Linked DNA regions of Oryctolagus cuniculus: region 1 is linked to region 2. Evidence: chromatin contacts called from public Micro-C data. All regions are on one chromosome and are shown on one strand. Each heading gives the region's core, a stretch centred on a gene start, on an enhancer-like site or on the middle of the called end of the contact. The rest is flanking DNA. Distances are from core to core; before and after follow the strand shown. Region 1 overlaps SLC9A1 (solute carrier family 9 member A1). Region 2 holds the start of SLC9A1 (solute carrier family 9 member A1).

Region 1 (2,700 bases), core at 134-2,633, 39 kb before region 2:
GTGTATGGTTGTCACCATATCCTTCTTTTTTTATTTTTTATTTTTTGACAGGCAGAGTGGACAGTGAGAGAGAGAGAGAGAAACGTCTTCCTTTTGCTGTTGGTTCGCCCTCTAATGGCCGCTGCGGCCAGTGCGCTGCAGCTGGTGCATTGCGTTGATCCGAAGGCAGGAGCCAGGTGCTTCTCCTGGTCTCCCATGCAGGTGCAGGGCCCAAGCACTTGGGCCATCCTCCACTGCACTCCCTGGCCACAGCAGAGAGCTGGCCTGGAAGAGGGGCAACTGGAACAGAATCCAGCGCCCCGAATGGGACTAGAACCTGGTGTGCCGGCGCCGCAGGCAGAGGATTAGTCTATTGAGCCGCGGAGCCGGCTCACCATATTCTTCTGCCTGCCTCCTCCTCCAGGAAGTGTTCCCTGACTACCCTTGTCTGCCCATGTTAGGACAGAAGTCCCCTGGTGCCTCCCTTCCTCATAACCTTCTTCACTTACTCACTGCCCATGTTTCCCTCTCCCTGGCACCATAGGGGATCAGGAAAGCTGGGCAGAAGTAGGGGAGACTGGCCAACGGTACCTTACCCCAGAAACCTGTGCTGCCCCGGAGGGAAGCAGGGATGCTGGGAGTTCTAGAGCAGAGTTCAGGCAGGTACGGGCCAGAAGGCAGCGGCCAAGGCCAGAGGACAGCTGCAGCCACTTAGCCTCCCCCGCAGTCTCCCTGGCCCTGCCCTGGAGTCAGCCCCACCGGATGCCTTAGAAGGCAGAATCGAAGCGAAAGGCAGCCCGGGGGCGGGTGGATGACAGCTTCTATCTCCAACCAGCAGGGGACGCTCTAACGAGGCCTCCCCATCCCCGATGCCATCGGGTCAATCCTCGGGGCTTTCCCAGGCCCTACAAAACGTCAAGCGGTGCCCTGGAGACCCAGAGCCGAGATGGTTTATAGCTCCTGCCGGCACGGGCAGCCAGCCAAGAGCAGGAACGTGAGGACGCTGCACCGTGCCGGGACTGGGCTCCCACCACCTCTGCCCCCAGCCACCCTGTGGGACAGGAATCGTGCCCATTCTGCAGAAAACAAAGCTGGGGTCTCAGCAAGGCTGGGCAGCTTCCCCAGGGCCTAGGGAAGCTCCTCTCTACTGTTCTCAAGCCCGTGGCACAGAACGAAGAAACCTATTCTTTACTCAAGTGCTGGTGCCAGGCCACGCCGGGCACTGGGGATGCGGAGGTGGCTCAGGCTGGGAGGCTCTGCGCGGACGGGGACCTCCTTCACAGGTGACCAGACAGCTGGCACTCCTCCTGGACACGCCCAGCCAGGCCATACGGGGCTGGGGCCTGGTCACCTCTTCTGCTAAGCCAACTCCCAGGATGCCTTCCAGGAAGACAGGGGCCACGTGTGCCCCGACAGGCTCTCGGGGCTGTGGCGGGAAGGGGCAGGCCCAGGCCGAGGAGGAAGGCCTGGGTACTCTCCGGGCACTCTGCCAGGGGTAGGCAGCAGGTTACTGGAAAGCACCTCCAGGGAGGGGGAGGGCACGCTGTCACCAGGAGGGGAAGGAGAGAGCAGCCCACGGCTTGTCCCTGCTTGTCCTCCCCGCCCTCCAATCCTTCCCACGCCGCGTCTCTGAAGAGTCCCCTCAAACTGCAGGGTCTGTGACACTGAGTGTGGTGAGAGAGGCACAAATGCACGGCCGGAGCCCCCAACCCCCTGACAAAGGCCTGGCATCGTGGCCAAAGCCCAGGAGGCCGGGCAGTGAGGCCCCAGCTGTGCGGAGGCAGTGACGTCACCAGCGTGGAATCAGGGCTGGGGAGGAGGCAGGCGGCCTCCGATCCTGCGGTTTGGGAAACAGATTCTCAAAGGCAGCCAGCAGCCTGCCGTAGTCCCGTGACCAGGCCTGCCACGAGAGCCGGGACACGCCAAGTCACGTCAGCCACTCAAGCCACATGGCGTCCTGTGAGGGCGGCCAGCCCTGCTGAGCAAGCAGACGAGGTGTAGAATTCAGCAGCTCCCAGCCACGGGCAAAGCCTCTGCGGGGAGAAGAGAAGGGGAGCGGGGGGGAGGGGGCATGCTTCGGACTCTGCCCGGGGCAGGGGGCAGGGGCATGTGGAGACACACGCCCACACACGCTCACGCGGCCTCACAGACCCTTCCCCACGCTCTGGTGGGTAGGGGCCTCGCCAGGAGAACGCTGTGTGCTGAGGCTGGCGCAGTTGCCGGGGTGACCAGATACCCCTGACCCCACCCCCCGCAGGGCCCCCTGCCCCCAGGCCTGGGAAGTCAGAGGGGACTGCTGGGAAGAGGGCCTCCTTGGCCCACCAGGGCTGGTCACCAGGGACCCAGGGGTGCGCTGGGGGCCCTGCCGCCCTATTTCCAGGCCTGAGGACTGCTCTGGGGCTGCAACTCGGCCAGGTCCCAAGGGAGCTGCGGTTGCACAACGATTCCATTTCTTTAACTCCCTCTTCAACTGCCCCAGCAACCAGTCTCAACTACAGCCACGAAAGCTAATACCTCCCAGGGAGTCCGGCAGGCGACAGCGCACATGAGGGCACTTTTTTGTTTTTAATGTTTATTTTCATGTGCATGAAAGGAAGGGAGGGAGGAAGACAGAGAAACAGAGAGACAGAGAGGGAATCTCCCATCCACTGGTTCACTCTCCAAATGCCCAGTGGACCAACAGCCAGGGGTGGACCAGGCTGAAGCCGGGAGCCTGGAACT
Region 2 (2,700 bases), core at 199-2,698:
TCGGTCTTCAGACCAGAACACTCCCAGCCCCTCCCTGGAGCTCTCCCCCGGGGCCAGCACCTGGAGATGCAGCCAGGTAACCACCAAGGGGTAAGCTGGGATGTGACCAAGCCTCAACCCTCCCCACACTCCCCACCCCCAAAACGGACTTCAGAAAAGCCCAGGGCCCGCTGCCCCATAAACTATCTGGCGGGTGGCACTTCTGGGCCAGAAGCTGACTCAGGCTCTGCTAACCAGCCCAGGCAGGCAGCGCTCACAGGTAACATTCCGGGCAGGAAGGCAGTCGATGCGCCCTCGCGTTCTACTACACTTGTAAGCCTCCTGCGCCCAGGTGCCCCCGACACACAGGCTCCTCAGGCAGGCCAAGCAGAACCATCCGCCGTCCAGGCACGCCCTCCCGTGAGGCGTGGCATAAATCGTGCTGGGTGCTGTTGACAGAACAGAAAGTGCCACATGCCTGGTAGCCTGGCTTCCCCTGGGCCTGGCCCAGCCAGAGACCCGCCTGGCCCAGAATCCTTGCCGAAGGTACTTAGTGTCAGACGCATCTCGTTCTCGAATCCTGCTCTCCCCCTGTCCCCATGCACGGTGCTGGCCCTGGTCTTGGGAGGCCTCAGACCACGGAGGCCACCATGGAAGGTGGTGTTTGACAAGGACCCAGGCGGCAGGACGGAGGCTGCCTGCGTTACAGGAGTGGCTCAGATGTCAACTCCTGGGCAGCCTCAAATGGCTAGGGATGGGACAGAAGCTCACCAGGCCGGCGGCGGCGGGGTCAGAGCGGACTGGACTTACCTATCTTCATGAGGCAGGCCAGCAGGATCCAGAGGGAGATCTCGAAAGGGGTGCGCACGTGTGTGTAGTCAATGCCCAGGACTGGAAAGGCCTTCCGCGGCTTCATGCCATGTTCAGTGACCGAACGGTTCACGGGGCGGCTCTCGGGGGTGACTTCCGGTGGGGCGGTGGTGACATCCCCAATGGAGCGTTCCCGTGAAGGCTGCGAGTCTGGGGTGGTGCTGTCAGTGGGGCTGAGCTGGAGCCCATGGCTCCTGAGGCCAGGGAGCAGCCCCGCCAAGGCCACCACCACCAGCAAGGAGGGGACGATCCGAGGTGGAGAGAGGCCACGGACAGCTGACCACAGAAGCATGGTGCTGCGCCCTCCGCCCAGCAGGCCAAGACCCTTAGCGAAGTGAGAGTGAGACCTGGGACATAGGGAGCAGGGGGAGGGGGAGGGAGGGGACAGGGCTGGTCCCTAGGAGGAGTTCATGTTATAGAGTCAAGTTTTGTAGGAGCAGTCCTCTGGGGGTGGAGGGAGTCTGGCTTCCTGATCTGCAACTCCAAACTGGGGAAAGGGACAGGGACCCAGAAAGGACCACGGAAGGAGACCAAAAGGTCCGGAGCTGCAGACCTGGGAGAGGCAGAGAGGCAGAAGAGCGCGCCCTAGGGACAGAGCAAGGGACGGGATGGGGGGAGCCCGGGGGAGGGAAAGAAGGCAGGCTGGCACCTCCGGCTCAGGAAACTGACTGAGGACCTGGGACTCGGCTAGGGGAAGGGGGAGGGAGTCTGAGCTAGAGGGAGGGGACGGTCGCCGGTCCAGGAAGGAGAAAAAGAGAGGGCTGGGGGTGGCGGGCCGGGCTGTGAGGAAGTGAGGCCGGAAGGCAGCCCGGAGCTTCCCCCTGCAGAGAAGGGCCGGGGTCCGGGCGCGTCCGGCCGAGATTCCGGGGAAATGGAGGGAGGCGGAAGGCGGAGGCAGGCGGCCTGGAGGGAAGGCGCCTCGACGCGGGCGGGGGGCGGCTCCCGGTGGGCCAGCAGCAACACGCCCGTCGGTGCGGCCCCGGCGCGGCGCAGCGCTGCGCGCCCCGGCCCAGCTGCAGCTCCCGCGCGGCCAGCTCCAATGCTACATCCAGCCCAGATGCCAGCCCCTCGGCAGCGGCAGACTGATGCCTCGCTGAGCCCGGCGCTGCCACTTATAGGCACCAGCGAGCAGCCGGTGCAGCGGCCTAGAGGGACCTGTCAGCGCCCGCGCGGTGCAGCGGCCCCTGTCGCCAAGGGAAGGAAGTATCGCGTAGGAAAAGGAAGGAGACTCAGAGATGGCAAAAAAAATAAAAAAATAAAAAAAAAGCAAAGTCCAGAATCAAAGTCCCAAGAGTCTAACACGGGTAAAACACTGTACTACTTACAAGGTTCTGTCACATCTGCAGGTTCATGAAAGCCTCCCCGTGCTCCTATAGAAGATGCGCTTTTCTCTTCCGTATTTAGTTAACACGTGACCTTGAGCAAGGTACTTCACCTCCCGGTATCCTGCCTTTCTCACCTGTAACGTGGAGGTGGTAGCGCATGTATCAGAGGAAATACGCGGATGCTTAAATGAGATGATCCAGGTAAGGTGTTCTGCTCACACCCTGACAGTTTTACAGACACGGAAACAGCTCCTCAGCTAGCGCCCGGATGGTTGGTTGTCTTGGTTTGCCAGGGATGCCCCACAAGGCACTGCAAAGTGGGTTGTAGCGACAGGAGCCTCGAGGTGGGAAATGAGTCAGGGATGGCTTCCGCTGAGGGCTGCGGGGACTATTCCGTGCCTCCCTGCTGCCTTCTGGCTGCTGGCAGCCTCTGGGTCGCGGTTGTGGCAGCATACCTCCCGTCTTCGCCGGAGCTCTTCCTGCGCTCTGTCTCGGCCAGATTTCCCTTTTCGCGATGACACTGGCC

What was found. Hi-C and Micro-C count contacts between places; a contact is called where the count stands out from the background.
Region 1: a contact with region 2 is called in a Micro-C map of ear pinna, with 5 times the contacts expected there. The contact joins the enhancer-like site here to the promoter of SLC9A1 in region 2. A contact is called at or near these places in 4 of 6 Hi-C or Micro-C datasets (ear pinna, psoas muscle, skin fibroblasts and 1 more).

Annotation. Positions count from the first base shown.
Region 1 is chr7:144,444,279-144,446,978 of mOryCun1.1, reverse strand. All of the region lies in intron 1 of SLC9A1 (solute carrier family 9 member A1), which reads right to left. Among named protein-coding and RNA genes, the nearest start is that of SLC9A1, 39 kb to the right of the region's middle. Within about 2 kb of position 1,383, at least 4 of the 8 cell types and tissues checked have an H3K27ac peak or open chromatin away from gene starts, as enhancers often do. A contact at or near this core is called in ear pinna, where this site is marked.
Region 2 is chr7:144,405,668-144,408,367 of mOryCun1.1, reverse strand. It overlaps SLC9A1 (solute carrier family 9 member A1), which reads right to left and starts at 1,448. Exons shown (of 12, transcript NM_001101721.1): 1 at 790-1,448. The coding sequence starts at 1,141.